2 separate regions of the Mus musculus genome follow, and region 2 is linked to region 1. Evidence: chromatin contacts called from public promoter capture Hi-C data. All regions are on one chromosome and are shown on one strand. The core of a region is the stretch at or near the end of the contact, and the rest is flanking DNA. Distances in the headings are between cores, read along the strand shown. Region 1 holds the start of Rasl10b (RAS-like, family 10, member B). Region 2 holds the start of Lhx1 (LIM homeobox protein 1).

What was found. Promoter capture Hi-C pulls out the DNA fragments that hold promoters and counts their contacts.
Region 2: a promoter capture Hi-C map of embryonic stem cells shows a contact between it and region 1, with 6 times the contacts expected there. The contact joins the promoter of Lhx1 here to the promoter of Rasl10b in region 1. A contact is called at or near these places in 1 of 39 promoter capture datasets (embryonic stem cells) and 1 of 9 other capture datasets (adipose tissue).

The regions. Positions count from the first base shown.
Region 1 is chr11:83,407,484-83,411,956 of GRCm38.p6, reverse strand. It overlaps Rasl10b (RAS-like, family 10, member B), which reads right to left and starts at 2,269. Exons shown (of 4, transcript NM_001361568.1): 1 at 2,076-2,269.
Region 2 is chr11:84,522,844-84,527,316 of GRCm38.p6, reverse strand. Lhx1 (LIM homeobox protein 1) reads left to right here and starts at 1,783. Exons shown (of 5, transcript NM_008498.3): 1 at 1,783-3,311. The coding sequence starts at 3,142. It overlaps Lhx1os (LIM homeobox 1, opposite strand), which reads right to left and starts at 1,657. Exons shown (of 4, transcript NR_038057.1): 1 at 1,569-1,657.

The DNA of each region.
Region 1 (4,473 bases), core at 1,020-3,519:
AGATGACTGCATTGACTCTAGAGAGTAATACATTAGAGCACTGGCTGCTAGCCTGCCCACACAGTTATCCTCGGTCAATACAATGCCCCTAAGGGAGAAGTATTCCTATTTGCACTTCAGAGAAGTTCTGTGCGCTCCAAACCACATAGCTTGGAACCTCAGCTACTTTCTGCGGTGCTTTGCGTGTTTAAGCTTAGTAATTCTAAACAGTGACAAGCTAAAAGCCGGGTCTGAGTCTATGACGTCCCTTGGCGCTCAGAGGGCCTGGCAGCACACAGCTGCTGCCCAGGAAGGGGCTGGACGCTGGCGATGAATTCATTACCTTTTCGCTGGCTCAGTTCCTGTGACTTTTAGAGCTTGAACACAAACCCTAGCTTTGATGAATTTTAGCTGTAGGTTTGTGAGTAAAACGTCTGCTTTGGACTCATGCTCTGCACGTGTGTAGAGCAAAGCCAATAGCCCCCAAGACAGCCTCAGTAAACCTCTTCGCTGGAAGGAGAAAACCTGGGCTGAATGATGAACCCCCCCATAGTAAGTGGGTGCAGAGAGGTGGTTTCCTGGGCTCTGATGGTTTCCATCATATCATGTTTTCATGTGTGTGTTTTTATATATGCATGGATCATAGGTGAATGCCTCCCCCCAGGCTGTCCTGGTTCACAACACTCAACCTACGATTATGTATGTATATGTGCACAATGGTAAATAAAGGGCAGGGTTTGGAGCAAGAACCATCAAGGTTAGACTCCCAGCTCTGCCATTTATTTAAATAATTTAAAGGATGACCTTGGCCAAGAAACTTCATAGGTATTGTGAGGTTGTCCACGGAAAGCCCAGTGCCTGGCACAGAGAAGGTATTGCAATGAACCGTGGCTACTTGTCCTCTAAGGTTTTCCCAGACGCTCAGTTGAACCTCCTGGCAATCTAGGAATGGGTCACTATCTACAGTTGCATGGGCTCATAAACTTGCAGTGTGTGTACCTGGGCATCCATATGTCCATATGCATGTATATGATGCCTTTCATTTTATTGAAGAACAAAAATCCATCACCAATAAATCAAGACCCAGAGACTTAGGGAAGGAAGCCACCTTAGCTAAGACTAGGACTCTAATCTCTCTTGTGCCTGCCTCATGCATGTCCCTTCCCCAACAGGTGCTCCTCTGAGCCTGCTTCCTACGGAGACAAAACTAACGCTACCACCACGCACAACCCTTCAGGTCCCTAGGCCTCTGGGGCATCCCTGGATGCTGCCAGCTTAGCAAAGAGGCTCAGCTGGGTTAATTACATAACAGCACGAGCAGGTGGGGATGGGGGAGTCCTGGGCCTTCGAGAGGGCAAAGAGCAAGAAAGAAGAACACGGACTCACTCTGGGTGTGGCAGAGGTTTCAGGATGTATCCTATCTGCAGATTCTCAAGCCCCCAAACCAACTCTTTTTGAGTAGTAGCAGACACGAAAACCAGGTACAGTCTGGGAGTCAAGAAGTGGGTACAAGAACAGCCCCCTATGCACTGGCAAGCCTCTGGAGCTACCAGGCCTAAGTGTGGCCCTGTCCCCAACTCAGAGGGAACAGATGCCCCTTCAGTTCTTCCCAGGCACAAGTCCTGGGTCTAAGCAGTTTACTAAGCCCACATGCCTAGTTATGTGGGGGTGAAAGGTCTGTCCCAGGAAGCAGGGCCCAGGCCCCCTGAGCTTCCCCAGGGCCTGCATTCTGCAGTGAGTCTGCAGACAGCTCCCGGCAAGAGGCAGGGGTCACACACTCGGGCCACAGTCTCTTTTTAGTCCCTTCCCCGGCCTGGACATCTTGGGTCTCTACCTCACACTGGGAAGGTCGGGGGTTCTGAGGATCCTAAAGGCCGGGCCGTACGTCCTCGGGTGGTGAGTCCCTACCACGTCCGCGTGGGGGTGGGGGCGCCGGCGGATGCCGGGCTCCCAGTGACCCGATCGGTGGCAGGTGTGGGGGCTGCAGGAGCCCCGCTGGCTGCCGGCTCCAGCTCCACTCCGGCTTGCCCGCTGCCCCCTCCCCGGGCTGCCCCTCACCCCGCGGTCGCCCCGCTCCTCCTCCTCCTCCCGCTTACCCGGGGCCGTCCCGGCTGCCTGCCCCCTGCCCTGGCCGGCGCGGCCGCGCTCCCCCCGGGCTCCGGCGCTGCCTTGGGCTCCCCCGCCCGGGGGGAGGATGAGGGGCGCCGCCCGCGGCCCGGGCGCGGCGGGCTGGGGCGCGGGGGGCCGCAGCACCGAGGGTCGCTCAGCTGCTCGCCCTGCGGAGCGCGCCGCCCCACTCGCGCCGGCGGAGGGGGAGGCGGGCGCGGGGGGTTCCGCTGGGTCCCCGAGCCCGACGGATTCACTGGGGCGCCGCGGGACCAGCTCCCCAATCCCTAACCTCAACCTTCAATCCTCCCCTACGCCCCCGACCCCCGCGACTCTCCCCTGGGAGAAATTAGCTCGAGCCTGGACGAGTTGGGGGCGGGGACGAGAAAGGCCCCGGAGCCTCTGCCTTCATTGCGACTCCCTTCCCACACAGCCTCGCACCCTGCCCTCGGCAGGGCTCGTCCCCTCCTCCCCACGCTGTCCTTTTGACCCTTACCGATACAGTCAGTCAGTGACTGGCAGATGCCCAGCGTGTGTCCTGCCCTGGTTGCTGGCATCCAGATTCTTGCTCTTCCACCCCTGAAGGACGGAGTAGAGGGTGGTCACTCTCACCCTTCACTGCGGCAGGGAACAGCAGGCCAGGCTAGTGCCAAGCAAAGCTGGTCCCCTGCCAAAGCATGACCTCCACTCCTCTAAGGCTGCGGATCCCTCTCCTTTGAGATCCCAGCATTTGCAGGGCTTGAGGGTGCAGTTCCTCTTGTATTTAATCTAAAATAGTCCTCACCAACATATTTTTATCAGTAGGTAACATTCCAATGTGGTAAGAGCTTTGCCTAAATCCTCAAGTTAAATTCCCAGAACATTCCACGAAGGAGGTTGTTTCCCCCATTTTACAGATGAGATCACTGAGGCTGAGAAAGGATGAGTAACTACTTTTACTTAAATGCAAAATGGAATGCTAAGGCTGTGTCACTAGCAGGGCAGCTTTGCTTCGGAAAAGCTCAGCAGAGGGCTCACATAGTCCAGTGGAGAGGCCACAGACAAATTCCTTTGTGAAGTCAAAAGGGGTCTTAGAGGGCAAATCAGGTGGGCCACTTCAGAGAGGTCAGCTGAGGCTAGGAGCAACTGAGAGTCCAGAGACCTGACAGAATGCTTCAGGCTGGAAGAATGGGGTCAGAAGAGGCTGACAGAGGTTATGACCCTGACTGCTTCTTGTTCCCCTAAAAGGGTCTCAAAGACCCCCGTTTTACTTTTCTTGTTGGTGTGGCAAGTACCTGACAAAAGCGACTTAGTTTTGGCTATTGTGATGACAATAGACACATCTATTGTAGCCAGAAGGCAAAGTGGTGGGAATGTGAGGTCCCTGGCACTGTGCATGCAGCCTGGAAGCAGAGATGCACGTTAGCGTTAAGCTCAAATTTCAATTTCCCCTTTTGCCTTTTTAGTCAGTCCGTGGGATGGTGCTGCCCGAGATGCAGGTGGAAAACCCCCTTCAGTTAAACGTCCCTGGAAACACACTGACATGCCCGAAGATGTGTTTCCAAGATGGCTTCAACTCTGGTGAAGTTGACAAGGATGATTCTCTCTCAGAGACCCAAACCACCAGGAGTGTCCTCACTCCTGTACTGGATGGACAAGGGCCCCTGAAACAGTGCACCACCGCTGGGCATTCGATGCCTTTAGAGTGGTGGGGAGAAACAAGCCTGGTATCCATCCACCAAGGGTTTTCCGCATGGAACTGAATCCTCCAAAGCTATTACCATGGGTTCCATCTATTTCACAGAACCCACTTCACTTCTCCCTTTGGGCTCTGTGTTTTGGGCATTTTTCTAACTCTTGTCTCCACTCTGCTGTGCAGAAAGCATGGTGGTCATATGACTGTGCTTCCCGGCCAGAGAGCCCCATATTTGACTCCAGTCTTGCCCGATACTATGTGACTGAAGCAAGAAACCTGTGCCAGTTGAAATAGATTCTAGTCCTTTCCATCACTGGTGCAGACAGGACTTAAATGAGCCTCGGTGTGTGAAGTCTTCACAATACTTGGCAGGGAGCTCCAGTGTGTGGTCATCTCTCTCAGGATGAACAGCACTGTGGGAAAGCATTTCCATTTATTCTAGGTGGGGCCAAGAGTTGAGATGTGGATTTGAGAAGGACTGGAGCAAATGCTGCAACAAGATTAGGACTGGGAAGGTCAGGGGCCCTCTCTCAGAGGACCGCTTTGGGGCTGGGTGGGAATCAGATATGACTGGACTCGAGAGATTCCAGAGGAGCCACTGACACCCTCTTAGCTTGGTTAAATCATCCAGGACACTCTTTCCTACTGCGTTCAAAAAACTTTCATCCTCATCTTGCCTGAGGATACAGGCTTTCTGTTCTTCCCTCAGGACA
Region 2 (4,473 bases), core at 534-3,033, 1.1 Mb before region 1:
CCCTGATCAGCCCTGAGTCTAAGCCTAGGAAGGACCAGGAGAGGGATTTATGCTTGAGAACTATTGGCTGCACTACTTTGGTCCACAGCCGCTCCATGGGAATGGGTATGTGGACAGGGGTACCGAGAATGCTTTAGAGGTCCCGCACTCAGAGGTCGGGGGTGGGGTGGGAGCAAATCTCTAAGAAGGCGTGTGAAGCAGGCCGTGGCGGGTTGGATTTACAAAGCAAAGATCATGCGGGTGGGAAGGCCAGAGCTGCTGATGAGTTTCGGGGTTGCCAGGTGGTGCAAGAGAGAGAAAAGGGGTCATTGGCACAGCCCTATAAAAACCCAACAACCTCATCAAACAAAAGCTAGATTCGTAACAGCTTCTTCTCTCTTCGCTGGAAAAGGGTATTGTGTTAGTGGATGCGGATTCACTGCCAGTCCAACCGCGTTTCTGCACACTTTTCTCCTAATTTAGCCCTGTAGAAGATCTGCTAGGCTCATAGATGAAATAACTCTAAAGACAGATTCTGAAATTCCATCTAGATTTGGCTGCAGGGTCCTTCCAAGTTTGATCAAATGGGCTTTCCTAGCACCTCCCCCAAATAAGAGCAGAAGTGGCACCACTTTGAGATGTTTGGGTTAAGCTTGGGGGAGGGGGGGCTGCTATGCTTAACTTGAGTGCTCCTGGGAACTAGAATACTCTTTAAAGCTCAAGCCTTCAGGACCCGCATCGATTTCCACACTTAGGCAGATTCGTCGCCGTCCCCCAAAGAAGGTGGCCAGGAATTTACAACGTGGACAGAATTGGGAAAGTGTAACATTCCTAAGGAATAAACTCTGGTAGGTCGGTTGACGTCCGAAGAAAGGAACTTGTTCGAAGCCTGGAAAAGGGACGACCGGAATGGGAGCCAGGCATATTCGGTCAGTGCGCCACAAGCCTCCCTCCCCTGCTGCTACGGTGCAGTCCCCCGCTGCTACCACCTCCCCCCAGCTGCGGGAGCCCCGCCGTTTCCCACCTAGTCATTTGTTTTTGTTTGTAAAAGGTGTCTCCGGATCACAATTTTCTCACAACTTCTTGCCAGAGTTGGAGCTCCTCACCCGAAGCGCTTCCCCACCCACTCTTTCTCCCACCCTGGCGCCGGGCCTCCGGTTTCTCCCGCCCCCATCAGGAAATCGCCCGAATCAACTTTGCAAGTGAGCGCAGCGGGAGATCGACACTCGTGTCTCCCAGACTCCCTGCCGGGTGGACTTTGGATGGACAGGGGGAGGAGGCACCGAAACAGACAGAAGGCGAGATTACGCTGCCAAGCGCCCCCTACCTCTCCTTAGACTCGAGCTACGCCGGGGGCAATTTCCAGGCCAAACGAACAAGGGGCGGGCTATCAACACCTAGTGATTTGCAAAACCAGTGTACTAGGACCTCCCAAGCTTCCAGATCTCGCTGCAATCTAATCCCAACAAGTCTTTTTAAATATATAGGTTTGCTTTTACCCCCACCCAGAACTCTGACTTCCTCCGCGCCTCCTTTCCGCGCTTCCTCCCGCCTACTGTCAATCCTTGATGCCGAAACGGACGTCTTACCAAACCTGGAAGGGGCCAGGACATCTCGCTGCTAGTCGCCGGCACCGCGCGGGCCCGCCGCCACTGATCCTCTAAACGCGGTCTCCCCGCATTCTCCCCGGCCGGGGGGGACGCAGAATGGTTTACAGAAGGACCGCGAGGCGCTGATTGGTCACAGACTGCCGTGACGTCGGCGGGCGCTGCATTAAGGCGAGGGGGCTTCCAGGGCTCAGCCAACAGCCAGGAGCAGTGACCGAGCCGCTGGAGCTGGGGAGAGACGCGCGGAAGACTGGGCCAGGAGACTAGGGACCGAGGGACGCGCGCCTGGGGAGAGCCAACAAGGAACCCGCGGGCCGGACAGCGACACCGGCAATCCGCGCCAAACTGTTCCAGCCGCTGGCCTTCTATAGCCGCAGCCCCAGGACATTCTAAAGCTCTCCAAGACGCCCCCTCCCCTGGCTTCTCGCGTTGACCAAGGAAAAGAAAAAGGGAGGGAAAAAGAAAGGAAGGAGACTAGAAAGAAAACCCAGATTTGCCACCGCACAAAAAGAGAGGTGGGGGGGACAAGGAAAAAAAAAAAAGTCGAGCGACTGTGGGGCCGGAACACAGGCAGCGGGATCGTGGGCCGAGCGATGCAAGGCTGCGCGCCCAAGCGGCCGCGAGTTGTGACTGAAGCCAGGATGCTCGTCCAGGCGCAGTGAAGAGCCAGACCGTGTTGCCTCCCCAGGAGTCCAAGCGCAGGGAGGGCCGCTCGGAGGACGCGGCAGACTGCCTGGCAGGCCACCGGCCGAGGTGACAGGGCTGGGGCGGTGGGGAGCGAGCGAGTGCGCCCGGCTGCGTCCGCCCGAAGCGGACGGTCCCTTTCCATTTTTGACTGGCACAAAAAAGAAAACTCTCCAAAGGGGTGGGGGCTACCTAAGCAACAACTACAATCAACAAAATATCCTACCCAACCCGCCATCTCCCCCACACCTCGGTCTGCCCCCGCCCCCTCCCCAGGCCCAGCGCGGGCGCCCAGAGCGTCCCAACTCACTGCAAGAAACCGGCAATGTAGGATCCAAAGCTTTCTACTCCCGTGTTCTTTTCTTTCCGTGTTTTTTTTAAAGGGGAAAACCCGGTGGTGGGCAGTCTGACACGCACACAACCTGCCTTCATACTCTGACAAAAGCAGATGCACTTTGACTTCTGACAGCTCTACCTCAAGCTGGAGAGAACCCAGCTTTCCCGAATCCTGAGCTCTTGGCGTCTTCCTTTTCGTCTGTTTCCATTTTATTTATTTACGTCCCGCCGCCTCTCACGGTGACCTTCACTCCTTCGCGGGCTTTGAGCAGAAGAGCCGCTTTCTAGCCCGCTTGAGACTGATTTTCCTCGCCCGGTGAGCTGAGGTGGCGCTGCTCCATCCCGTTGCCCCGGGACTCCGGGGCTGCCCTCTACCAGCCTGGTCTCTCCCCCTTTTGATTTGCTAGTACGGGTTTTTTGCTTGCCCAACTAGAGAGGGTTTCTTCTTTTTGGAGGAGCTGGTTGTCTTCAGAAGTCATCCCCTCGACTCTAATTGCCCTGTCGCTCCGGGCCTCACCGGACCAAACCAAAGACCATGGTGCACTGTGCGGGCTGCAAAAGGCCCATCCTGGACCGTTTCCTCTTGAACGTGTTGGACAGGGCCTGGCACGTCAAGTGCGTCCAGTGCTGTGAATGTAAATGCAACCTGACCGAGAAGTGCTTCTCCCGGGAAGGCAAGCTCTACTGTAAAAACGACTTCTTCCGGTGAGTACTTCCCTCCCGCGCCTCTGTTGCTCCTTCCCCATGGGCCCTTCCAGGCCAGCTTCGGATCAGAGGTCTGTGTGGCTCTAGCAGCCGCGTTAGGAGCTGCCTTTTACTAGGGCAGCCCAGTCTTTTCCCGCTTCTACCTTTTAGGAAGCTAGTCGGTATTGCGAGATATATTAATTTTCTCTTTATCTTTTTATAAACACATCAGCTGTAGTACTTGGTTCTGGAAAGCGTGGTCCGGGTTTGGCTGCCCGCGCCTGGGAAGAAAGGGTCTGAGATGGCTTCAGCTCAGCAGCCCTAACAAGGCGAGGGAGAGGTGGAGCAGCCTCGGGGTTGCAGCTCTCGCTTGCCTTTCCCGAAGCCAAGCTCTCCAGCAACCAAAGACGTTTTCTGGTTCTCCCAGCTTGTTGGTTCTCCAAGTTGAGCTTAGAGGCTCCAGCTTTATTCCAGTCCCTGCCTCTTCCTTCTCCAAGAGATCTTGTCGGAACTACAGAGCCCTTGTGGCCCAGAAAGCCACAATAAAGAGTCCGACCTTGAGGCCAATCCTGTATGTCTATGGGTCTCCCCAAACGTGGATTGGCCTCTAAGCATAGACCTGGGAGAACCGTGCGGTTCGATTTTGGCCTCAGACCAATGCTCAGGCTCCTCTTCGTGCCTTTCCAGCCAATGCCCCACAAGGAAGGCCACCTCTTGGCGGCTCGTTAGAACCGGGAAAATTCTCTTCTGTTTACCATTTTACATGTATTTTCTTAAACTCTTTGTCCCGATCACAACTCAACAGAACAGAATGGCTCCGAATGTAAATTATATTTCCCAGTGATTTGAAATCCCACACTTTACTTCGCTATTTTGGTCTTGGTTTCTGAGGCTTTCCCAAATCTGGGGGAGAGTTCGAAGCTCCCCGGCCTCCATTTGCCCAAAGGCCCTGGAAGCGCAGTCCCCAGAGGCGATTCAGGACGCGCGTGGCTTGTGTTTGCAAAAGAGCCCGGAAGCAAAGATCGGTGCAATCTGCTGCTGAGGAAAGGCTGAGTTTTGGAGTTTCTGCAGACTGCGCAGGTTTTTACTCTGGAAAGCAGAGTCAGAGTCTGAGAGCCTAAGCCACACCGGCTTGCGGGGCCCGCGGGGCCCTTGAGGCCTCGCTAACCGCAAAGCTCAGCAG